2 separate regions of the Rattus norvegicus genome follow, and region 2 is linked to region 1. The links are chromatin contacts, called in public Hi-C maps. All regions are on one chromosome and are shown on one strand. The core of a region is the stretch at or near the end of the contact, and the rest is flanking DNA. Distances in the headings are between cores, read along the strand shown. Region 1 overlaps Rbfox2 (RNA binding fox-1 homolog 2). Region 2 overlaps Rbfox2 (RNA binding fox-1 homolog 2).

Evidence for each region. A called contact is a pair of places that touch in the nucleus more often than the background predicts.
Region 2: a Hi-C map of liver shows a contact between it and region 1, with 1.5 times the contacts expected there. The contact joins two enhancer-like sites. A contact is called at or near these places in 6 of 12 Hi-C or Micro-C datasets (the A7r5 cell line, the Rat2 cell line, Schwann cells and 2 more).

Annotation. Positions count from the first base shown.
Region 1 is chr7:110,715,191-110,720,901 of GRCr8, reverse strand. Rbfox2 (RNA binding fox-1 homolog 2) reads left to right here. Exons shown (of 14, transcript NM_001414967.1): 6 at 2,823-2,915; 7 at 5,557-5,617. Among named protein-coding and RNA genes, the nearest start is that of Mb, 70 kb to the right of the region's middle. Within about 2 kb of position 3,546, at least 1 of the 93 cell types and tissues checked has an H3K27ac peak or open chromatin away from gene starts, as enhancers often do. A contact at or near this core is called in liver, where this site is marked.
Region 2 is chr7:110,753,511-110,759,308 of GRCr8, reverse strand. The region is part of intron 2 of Rbfox2 (RNA binding fox-1 homolog 2); the gene reads left to right. Among named protein-coding and RNA genes, the nearest start is that of Mb, 110 kb to the right of the region's middle. Within about 2 kb of position 2,253, at least 2 of the 93 cell types and tissues checked have an H3K27ac peak or open chromatin away from gene starts, as enhancers often do. A contact at or near this core is called in liver, where this site is marked.

The DNA of each region.
Region 1 (5,711 bases), core at 2,297-4,796:
CCTCAAATAGTCATTATTTGGAAAACCTAACATAGATACTAATGTTTAACTTTCCCATTTGCAAACCAAGAATTGTCAGTGCCTGTGATACCATGTCTATTCTTTTGACATAGTTACCGTGTTGCTGGTGTCTCATTCACACATCACAAAAGAGAAGATGTCAGAGACATTTCTCAGTTGGATTTGGAAAAGAAATGAGGACTTGCAGAATAATGTCACTTAATAGAGTCCACACGCAGACTGACCAAGTTTTGAGTTTTGATTTCGTTAGCACTCACTGAATGTCAGAGGGTATTTCCCTCTCATTTGAAATCATCTCTTTCCCTTTAGAATGACTCTATTCTCTCTGCCCTTCTTCCCCGTTCTCCATATCTGTGCTAGGACAAGTATATACAGTTTGGTGTTAGCAAACAGCACATGTAGGCATTCACAATGTAAAAATCAAGTGTGCACTTTCACATGAACTTTAGGGTCAATTTATAATTTATTAGCTTAACCAAAGACATGAGAACTATGACTGTGAGAATTGGTAGCAATGTAGTTTATAATTCTTCTCAGGTTGATATAAACACTTGGGATGTAGAGCTGGAGATGTGGGTCAGCAGGTTATAGGTTACTTAGGGCTCTGTATGTTACTTTTGCACAGAGCCCTAAGTTTGGTTCCCAGAACTCAAGTCAAACAACTCACAGCTTCCTGTAAGCCCAGCTCCAGGGGGACCCGATGGCCTCTGGCTTTCTCAGCCACCGCACCTAATGTCCACACAGATACACAATTAAAAGTAAGGCTCTCCCAAACTCAACCCTCACTCTACCTGACCTTCTTTAAACCGGCCTACCTTGCCTGCCAGTTGGTAGATTCTTGTGTAGAAGAATTGGCTTCTTGTCCTCAGAGTCTGTTTATCTTCAGAGAAAAGAAAGACACTGGCATCCTTCATAACTTGCCTTCAGTACCTCGAGGCCGTCAAAGTTGCTGTCAACATGCTATTATTAAATTTGTTTCTGAAAATACTTTGCTATTACTATTTCCAACCAGTGTATACATTCTGTAGGAGAGTGTTAAAAACAGTTATCCTAGCATCCACTACAGTAAACATTCATTTGTCCTGTCAACAGAGCATACCCTCCTGGGGTACTTGTACAGGTGTGGTACGCTGGCGTGAGCAGAGATAATTCATTAGAATCTTTCAGACACAGCCTACCCACGTGACCAGTTAGACTGTGGAGGGATCATCATAGCCTTGATTTTATAAAAGTTTGTTTGTTTTTTTGTCATTGTCATTTGTTTTGTTTTTGTTGGTTGGCTTGATTTGATTTGGTTTTTGGTTGGTTGAGACAGGGCTTCTCTGTATAGTCCTGGCTGTCCTGGAAGTCACTCTATAACCATGCTGACCTCAAACTCAGAGATCTGCCTGTCTCGGTCTCCCCAGAGCTGCGATTAAAGGAGTACACCACCATTTCTGGCTCTGTAAAATCTGTTTAAGATGGGGTTTTATATATGGAGGCATGCCTGTGTTGTTAGGCTTCAGTGACTCCTCAGACAATCCTGAGAGGTTCCCCTCTGCAGGTGTAAACTGCTAGAGAAATGACTAAAGTTACAGCTGTGGGAAGTGGGCAGTGCCAGTGTACCTGTGGTGAAGGTGGTGGGCACTTGATGAGGTAGTCCCTGTGGTGAGCTGCCTCTGGAGATGAGCAGAGGGTAGGTTAGCCCCTGGCCTTGTTTGTGTGCTCTCTTTATATCCAATACAGGGCACGTTGTACTAATCCTGACCCACACGGCAGCTGCCGCATTACCTCCTTCATGGTGTCTTCCTGTCAACAGCGGACCACCACTGTTACTATCATTCCTCACTCCTGATGCCTGATTCCTGCTTTTCCTCATGGGGAAGAATCTCTAATTTGCCTTTAACAGCAGAGATAGACATCAACAGATGTATAGGTATTTTTCTGAAATTCAGCCATACACATAAAGTGGGAGAGTTTTTCCATAAAGTGCCAATCTGATCATTTAAAATTGTTGGTGAAGAAAAGTCCCAGTTGTCCATTTCCAGTGATATTTAGGCTTGCTTACACCGCTGTTACCCACAGAACTAGACCTTACTACTGTCTTCAGTTACTCTACTCCCAAAAGTCCGTGGTGTAAGACACAGGTAAAGCAGGACTGAACGAACTCCTTCACATCTCGTTATGGAGCCGGTAACCTTGAGTGTGAGTTTTTACACAGCAGTTAGTAGAGAAGTATAGGCTTCAGGTCAGAGAGTCAGCTGAGAGAAGAGCGGGATCTAGAAAGATGGCTTGGTTTGTAAAATGTGTGTGTCCCTTGCAAGTGTGAGGACCCGAGTTTGACCCTCCGCACTCACATTAAGAAAAGAGACATACGTAGAGAGCTGGCTCATTGGAGCAGTCAGTGAAGGCACTGCGCCGTCTACCTCTGCCCTGCCCTCCACTGCACCAGTGCATACGTGTGCACACAGTAATAACAGCTTCCTGGGTTTGGTTTGTTTTGTATGTTCAGATTTTTGGTTGAATAGTTTGACCCGAGTAGCTTCCTACCTTAATCTTGGTCTGGCCTCACATACTTCATATTTTATCGTATTGTTACTGCAGTTAATTAAGTTACTGTTATTATTGCAGTTCTTTATCCTTTTATTGGGTTTAAATTTCCCTTTACAAAATATGCATGGATCAAAAATGTGCCTTTGGAAGAAATTGCTGGTGTTAGTTGTGCTGACGTCACTTCATACTGTGATGTTTTCTGTTTACCAAAAGATGAGTATTTCAATATAACGATGTGCATGTTTTCCCCCTTCTCCCGCTGCATGCAGGGATTCGGGTTCGTAACTTTCGAGAATAGTGCTGATGCAGACAGGGCCAGGGAGAAATTGCACGGCACCGTGGTAGAGGGCCGTAAAATCGAGGTGCATGTCTTCAATAATTCAATTTCTCATTTATATTTTTCTTTCTCTTTGTGTACTGCCTCACTTCACCTTTGGACCCCTGTCCTGTCCATGTGTGCACTCCTGTCTGTGTGTGTACTCTGTCTGTATGTGCACTCCTGTCCGTGTGTGCACTCCTGTCTGTCTGTCTTCACCTCCTTGCACTACACTATAAAGTAACAATCTGTCGGCTTCTCCCCTGCTCTTGGTTGTTCAAGGGTTAATTTGGAGGGCGGGGATGTATGCTTACCTGTTTTCCACTTACTTTTTTTCCCTCTTCCAAAATGTTCATCCTTCTGCTCTCTTGAGTTTTTTTCCTTTGCTTCAGTTTGCAAGACTCTGAATTCCTATAATGAGGCCTAAGCAAAACTAACTTCAAAAATGTCTAAAACCTATCTAGCTCTAGCATTGTGTCTTGGAGGCCAGTTCCCCTCCAAGTACGTTTGGTACGTGTGGATAGATGATTATGGGGGGGGGGGGGGCAGAATCTAAAATTCTGGTAGTTTTAAATCTTAATACCGAGAATTTCAAGCCTTGCCTCCAAAGTTGACAAATGCAGTCTCAAGAGAGGGTTCAAGGGCAGCTGGTGGCATTGATGGACAGATGTGGTGATTGCAAAATCAGCCCTTGGGCTCACCAGCATAGAGTGACGAACAGATTGAAGGTTAACTGGCTCCTCTCCCCTTTCCCAGTTTTTTAAAGTATTAAATATAAAAGCCACCATTTGAGTAAGATGTCTGCATATTTTGCTTTTTTCCCCTTTCCAATGGTTTAGCATTTAGGGCCCTTCACTTGCCTCACTCTTTCCATGGTAACTATACACAGTGCTGGCGATGGTGCCCGTTGGCGGTAAGTGAACTGAAAGTGCTAGCGAAGAAGCTTTTAAAAATGTAATCACAAAACAATTAAGAGAGAAAAAGTCCATCTGCCATCTCACATTAACACTACCAGATGTGGTTTGACTTGCTTCTCTCCCTTCCTGCCCCTTTTATTTTCACTGCTGTGGGGTGATGTCGCCTGGACTTTGGATGTACATCCTGTCTTGTAGCAGTCTGAGCTGTTTGGTTACTGACTTCATGGTGATTTTTTTTCCCCTTGCGCATCTTACTCAGAGTTACTGAACTCCAGTTTGGCTGGTTTTATTAATGCACTCTGCCCCCTTTCCTAAACCCCTGTGCAGCTCTTTCCTGTCAACACCCCTCCTGTTCTTTCCTGTTCTCCCCTACCACGCTGTTCAGTTTCCCTGGCTTCCCATTTCAGCCCCTTCCTTTCTTCCTCCCTGTCCCTCTCTGTCTGGAGCTGTGGGTGTCTCTTGCTGACTGGTAGTGTCTGCTTGGTTCTGGCTGGTTTTCCTTTGAATTGCTTGGTGGCTTTCTGCTGTAGCAGCTGGTTCAAGCCCTTGCTCCATTCCGACCTTGCTGCTCACTCTCCCTCTTCTTTCCGAATTGTTTCTTTCTTTTCTTTGTGTGTGTTAACTGCATGCTCTCAATCTCATCGTTGTTGTCTCCCATTCTTTCTTTGTAAATGTGAAATGTTTACATTATCTGGTGGTCAAACTAGAGTAAATGAAGTTTCAAGCTGTCTTCATGAAGGAAGAGAGAGAAGGTCATAAATGTTTTTAAATTCCAGTTTTACTGCAAATTGGTCTCCTTAACATAAATCTAGTACAATGTATATTCTTAGAGGCAAAGTAAGCTGATCTTGGTGGCACAAGCCTATAATCTAAGCATTCAGGAGGCTGAGATAGGAGGATCACAGATTTGAGGCCAGCCTGGTTACATAGCAAATTCCAGACTCAGCCTGAGCTTCCTAATGAGACTTGTTTTTAAAAAACAGATGAGACATATTTATATTTCATAAGCTCCAAGCTCAAGGCAAGCTGCAGTTAAGTTTATGATGAGGCTCTGAAGGTGGTCCCGAGACCACCCACAGTGTCCTAACTTCTGCCGCTCCTCTCCTTTCCCCACCTTGGCGTGGAGAAGCCTCATACATGCTTTGTCATGGGATAGAGGACCACAGGACAGGAGAGCTAAGCAATCACTCTTCACTGCCGAGCACTTGTGCCAAAGGCCCTCTGAAGCTTCATCTTAAATGAGTGATCCACGTGATCTAGAAAATTGAGGATGACCCACAGACTGCCACCACAGGAATCTTTAGTCCCTCTATTTATTTTCTAATCCCAAGTAGTTAAGAAAAGATAGAGAACATCAGGACAGGATATGACATCAGCATCATGGCTCAGGTGGCAAGCCTCTGTTTTATTAACAAGCTTCAACGTTCTTTTGTAGATATATTTGTTCCCTATTTCCTTTTTTTCCAAAGCATCCTCAGTAAAGAGACATCTTAAGGTGTCCAGAGAACTTGTAACTGCACGGTTTCTCTGCAGTGCTGACAGGTAGAACAGCCACAGTTTTCTATTTGGAGACCAAGAAACTACATTTTACTCTTGTTAGCCTCATTTAATAAAACGCTTACATTAAAATTCTATGACTATTTTATAATGCTATGTTAATTATCTAAATGCTATCAGAAATTTACTTTTTAAATGATGTACTGTTACTGGATGCTCAGTAATGTCCCTAATGTGTCTCTCCTGCCCCTCTTGTCTGCTCATTATTTTTAGGTGAATAATGCTACCGCACGGGTCATGACCAACAAGAAGATGGTCACACCATATGCAAATGGTGAGGAGTTACAAGCTACCTTGGGGGAACCTTTGTTCTTATGTAGATATAGGAAATTTTCATGACTTTCTAGGACTATCAGCTCAATTCACAT
Region 2 (5,798 bases), core at 1,004-3,503, 40 kb before region 1:
ATCTTTAGTAAAGAAGACTTGGGTTCCCCTTTCCTAGATTCCTATTAATGTCAGTGTCCCCTATTATGGGGAAGAGAACACAGGATTTTTAAGCTTCTAGCTCAGTGACTGGCTTGTGTTTTGGACTGTGTGGTCTTAAATCACAGTGATAGTGACTAATTTCTCAACTGCCTGTTTTGTTTTGTTTTTTGATGTTATTGTTTTGTGTACACCTGATCTTGGTGCTTACATGTACATTGATGGGCAGGATCCCTTTTTCCATTTTACAGATGAAGGTCTTGAGGCATTGAGGGATTGCATGACTTATCCAAGTTCCCAGAGTCTAGGTTTAAACCTAGATTTATCCCTCCAATGTCTTGCTACCCTCCTCCTTTCACCATGGTGCCCTCCATTATGTCAAGAGTCCATTATGTCAAGTATAACATTTGGAATGTAGATCATGGGCTGGGCTGTGACTCAGTCAGTAGAGTGCTTGCTTAGTGTGTATGACATCCTGAATTTGGTCCCCAGTGTACATAAAATATGGTATACATACCTGTAATCTTAGCACGGGAAATGGAGGCAGGAGAGTCAGTAACTCAGTGTCATCCCTGGTGTATATGGAGAACTGGAGACTAGCTTAGGCTATGTGAGACCTTTCTCAAAACAATAATCTAGGCTCTGATATTTAGCTTACTTAGCAGGAGTTTTTTCTTGCCTTACTAAATGTCTTTAAACCATTTTATCCAATACTTTGAGAAATGTGTTACTTTTTTGAAAGCCTTAAGTTCTTCTGTGATAAATGGAGATGTTATTGGTTTAACTATTTCTTGACATTTTGTATCAGCACAGTGGTTTAAGAGTCTGAGGGTGTAGTAATTCATGTGGAGAGCACTGTACAATGTGCTAGAAAGACTAAAAATGCTCAACCACCTAACTGCCTCCAAAGAGTTGGTTCCATTCCACCCCTGTGAGATGTTTGTGTAAAACCTATGCATGCCCTGGTTATACCTGGGTTATAATCCCTGAAGCAGCATAAGTGCTGTGAATGGTTGCTGTCCTTGAGTCTTTGGGGAATAATGATAAGGGAAAGTCTCTGCATCTTTAGCTGGCTCATCTTTTTCTACATATTGGGAATAGATGTGCCTGCAGGTGTGGCGGACTGACTTGATTGGCTCTCTGCAATAGCTTGTAGCTATTTGAGCTGGGGAACAAATAAACTGTTTAATAATATTTTGCTGACTCTCTTACAGAAGAAAATGCTTACGTTTACATGATAATATACCAAACACATTTCTTCGTTTTCTAGAAACTTGATTTTTTTTCTCTCTCTCTCCGAGTAAGACCCCTTATCTCAGAACTACAGACTGTTAAATCCCAAGTGAAGTTCATTTAAAAATCAGAGTACATTCCAGAGAAGCTGTGGGTTGCTCAGGCACATGTTAAAGGCAGAACTGAAGCCAGAACTTTTGTTCCCTTGTTTGTGTCCCGCTGCCTAACACATGGCTGACCTGTAGTGGTCCAAGTTTCAGGGAGGCATTCTTGCTCCTTTCTTCTGAAAGAGAGAAGCAAGTAAGTTAACTGTGTGTGTTATGCTTGTGTATGTGTGTGACTGTTCTATCTGCACGCATGAGTATTGTGTGTACAGTGCCTGGTGAAACTCTAGAACTAGAGTCACAGATGGTTACAAAGCACTGTGAGTGCTGGGACTGAACCACAGTCCTCTGGAAAGGGCACTAAAACTCTAAACCACTGAGCCACCTCTCCTCCAGCCCTGCCAGTCATTCTATGCTAAAAAATAATTTATATACATAGGGTGATTCAAGCCCAGAGCCTTGCACTTTGCTGGGCCAGTATTCCACCCAACGACCTACATCTCCAACCTGAATTTTAATTTTTGAGTAATAACTGTATAGTTTTGATATGGATGATGAAATTCAGGTAAGGAGAAGGAACAGTGTCCATACCACTATCACCTTTTAAAATTGAGCATTTAGTTGATTGTCACAGAAAATGTAGAGAAAAATCTGGGTGTGTTTCACATCTTAGATGCATTGAATCCAAGGCTGGTTTCCAGTGTACCTTCTTTCTGATCCACATGTCTTCCTTTCCTTGGACACAGGCTACCCTGATGAGGGGAAGCGGCCTGCTGGTGGTTTCTTCTTGTCTTCTTGTGAACAAGGATTAAATCTTGCAATCACTGGTTTATATTTCCTGGCTGTTCCTGACTGAAGGATCAGAGTCCGTGACATGCCTTATTGATCCATTTGTTAGATCAATGAGGCAACAGAAATAATTTTCCTCTTTGGTCTCCATTCTTGTCTGGGCCACTATTACATTCATTGAGGAGGAGACTTTCTAATGAGTAAATACTTGATTTTCTCTTGTTTTCTGAGAGTGGTTAAACACTTGCCAACCTTCTATGTCTGTCAGTCTTTAGAATAACTGCTGGTGCATTTTTTGGGGCATTAGGACTGCAAAGCATAGCATGCACTGGACTCTGCTCCTCTGAGGTGCTTTGCTTCCCACACACTCACTGTGTCTGATTTCATCTTTAGAATGTATATTTACGTTAAGGGTATGTATGTGTTCACAGCACATGAGTGTGCATGTTTGTGTGGAGGACAGAAGGCAGCCTCACTACTCACCTCCCGTGTGTGAGGCAATGTCTCTCCTGTTGTTTGCCACTGAGCTGTGCATCTCTCCCAGGCTAGCCCTCACAGGCTTCCAGAGGACCCCCAACCCCATCTACCTCCCGTGTGACTTGTAGAAACACTGAGGTCATAGACACACATCACTGGGTCTGGAGTTTACACAGATTCTGTAAAGTGATCTGAACTCATTTGCACAGCAAGTGCTTTTCCCCACTAGCCATCTCCCTGTCCCATTTGCCTAATTTCTTGAAGCTTAAGTACAAGGGCTGTCTCTGGAATTGTAGCAAACACTATTCTTTTCCTTTGAAACCCCGATTTGTTTTTAGGGAGCCAGTTTTTCTCATTACATAGTCTAGATTTGAAAGCTTGCTTAAAGTTGTCTTGAATAATGCAAGGCTGGCTACTGGGTTAGGATGCTTTCCATTGTCTCCCATCTGATGTAAGACCCACGAGTAATACAGAAGTATGAAAAAGTATCCGTTGGCAGAAGAATGCAGAGAAGTGCAGAACTGATAACAAGGGCTAAACAGAGCTCTAGAAAAATTAACGCAGAGGGGGGAAAAAGATAGGTTAAAAAGGAGGAGGCCAAAACCTGGCAGCAGACATGAAGCTGCTTTAGTAAAGACAGGGCATTTACCGTAAAACCAAGGTGGGAAGCAGCCAGAGGCTCTGTGGGCATGGGTGGCTAACTGTTTGGCACTGCCCAGGCCTTTCCAAGCACTTCTCCAACCTACTGTGCCACCCTCTTTCTTTGGCATGAAAGGTAAACAAACGATTGCTTCTCTCCAAAGAACCAGGTCAACATGTTTGGGGGATTTAATTATACTCTTATTTTATTTTATTGTTGATGTTATTGTCTGTTGGTGTTTTTGTTTTGTTTTGAGACTGGGTCTTATTATGTATCCTTGACTGTCCTGAATCTCCTTATGTAGACCAAGCTGGCCTGAAACCCGTAAAGATCTGCTGGCCTCTGCTTCCTGAATGCTGGGACTAAAGGCATGTTCCACCACATCAGCTGTATTTTTTTTAAGATTTATTTATTTATTTATCTGTTTGTTTGTTTGTTTATTAAAGGTACACTGTAGCTATTTAGCCACAACAAAAGAAGGCATCAGATCTCATTACAGATGGTTGTGAGCCACCATGTGGTTGCTGGGAATTGAACTCAGGACCTCTAGGAAGAGCAGTCAGTGCTCTTAACCACTGAGCCATCTCTCCAGCCCTCCAGCTATATTTTTATGTGTGTGGAGAAATGGAATGTTTTGCCTGCATGTATGTCTGTCTACCATTGTACAGTACCCACAAGGACCAGAGAGGGGCATTAGATCCCCTGGAACTAGACTTACAGATGGATGTGAACAGCTATGTATGTGGGTGTTGTGAATCAAACCCAGATCCTTTAGAAGAGCTACAGGTACTCTTACCTGCTAAATGACTTATCCAACTCCTTAATTATTTTTTAAAGTTTTACTATCGTTGTGTATATGTATCCTCCCTCCTTCCCTCCCTCCTCCCCTCCTCCATCAGAGGCTGGCATAGCACTGTTTTGTGGCCCATTTGCCTATTATTTGTTCAGTTTGCATGGAACAAACTCACTTGTCCCTTCCTTCTTCCAGGGCCTCAGGTGTGGGGTGCACTGTACCTTGTTGGGCTGCCTAAGGCTAGGAGCATCCCGAGCATCTGCACCTCCTGTCTAGGACCTCTGCCTCTTAAGAGATGCTAAAAGAGGACCACTTCCCCTGAACCTGAGGGACAGAGCTGCTGCTCACCCCAAGTCTCTGAGCATGCCTGCATGGCCATTTTTAATAAAAACAAAGGGTTGTGGGGGCTGGACATGGTGGCTTACAACCATCAAGGGTTGGAGGGGGTTTGTTTTTGTTTTTGGGGGTTGTTTGTTTGTTTTTGGTTTGTTTGTTTTGTTGCTTTCTGTTTATATATGTGTAATTGTGTCTGATGTTATGCAGGAGCCAGATCCTAGCTCTGGTGTTATAAACAATTGTGAGGGTGAGAGATGGCTCAGCAGTTAAGAGCACTGACTGGGCTTCCAGAGGTCCTGAGTTCAAATCCCAGCACCCACATGGGAATTGAAAAAAATATGGAATGGGATCTGATGCCCTCCCTTCTGGTGTGTCTGATGACAGTGACAGTGTACTACTCACCTACATAAAATAAATGGTTGTGAGCTACTCAGTGTAGATGGTAGCTACCAAACTTGGGTCCTCTGGCAACCAAGAAATGCTTTTAAACCTCTGAGCTATCTATCCAGCCCCCAAAATAAAACTTACAAAGGGAAAAATGATTTGCCAACTACCCCTTTGAAATAGCTGCTATCAGGGGTCTTTCTGAGTTAGAAGCCTTTAGTCTAAGACACTTCTTCCTTTCTGTAGTCGCCTGTTTACCTCTGCCGAGTTTTGTTCTAGTCCATATTCAGTATCACTTCGGATATTTTTCAAAATAGCAAATGTTTATATGCACAAGATTGTAATTCTTATGTCTTAAAAAAAATACCCCTGGAGAGATTGAGAAGGGGAGGGAGGGAGGAAGGGAGAGAGGGAGGGGGGGGAGGGAGGGAGGCAGGCCGGCCCATGGAGTCTAGAAGAGGACTTCTGGTCCCTAGGATCTGCACATAGGAAGAACTGGAACTAGGCACTTACCTGGTTATGGAGTTCCTGCTCCATGGAAGACCCATAGGCCAGTGGGTCAGCACACAAGTAATGGTAATAGGGTACAATGCTTAGAAAGTTAAATACCGGGGTAGGGATAGGAGAGGAGAAAGAGATCTGTTTTGGGTGAGTAACAGCCCAGAAAAGAGTAAGTATTTGAACCATGCATTAAACACTCTGTGTCAATTAGCCAGATAGGGAGAAGTGGATAGAATAATTGGTACAGAAATTGGAGAGCAACACAGGATGACGTCTTCTCAGGATTTCAAACATGTGGGCACCATGTCTTGGGTAGAGTGTTTGAAATGGGTCTACTTGCTCCTGCCTTTGCTGAAAGAACCACATATACCACCTCTCTGCTTGGACTCTCTCAGACCTCAGAAACCAGAATGCTGGCTGACTGGCTGCAGCTTTCCCAGCTCCTCCCACCTGTCAGTCTCTTCCCACCACCACCTTCCTCACTTCATCACCTGTCACTGTGCCTTGCCTATCTATTCCAGGC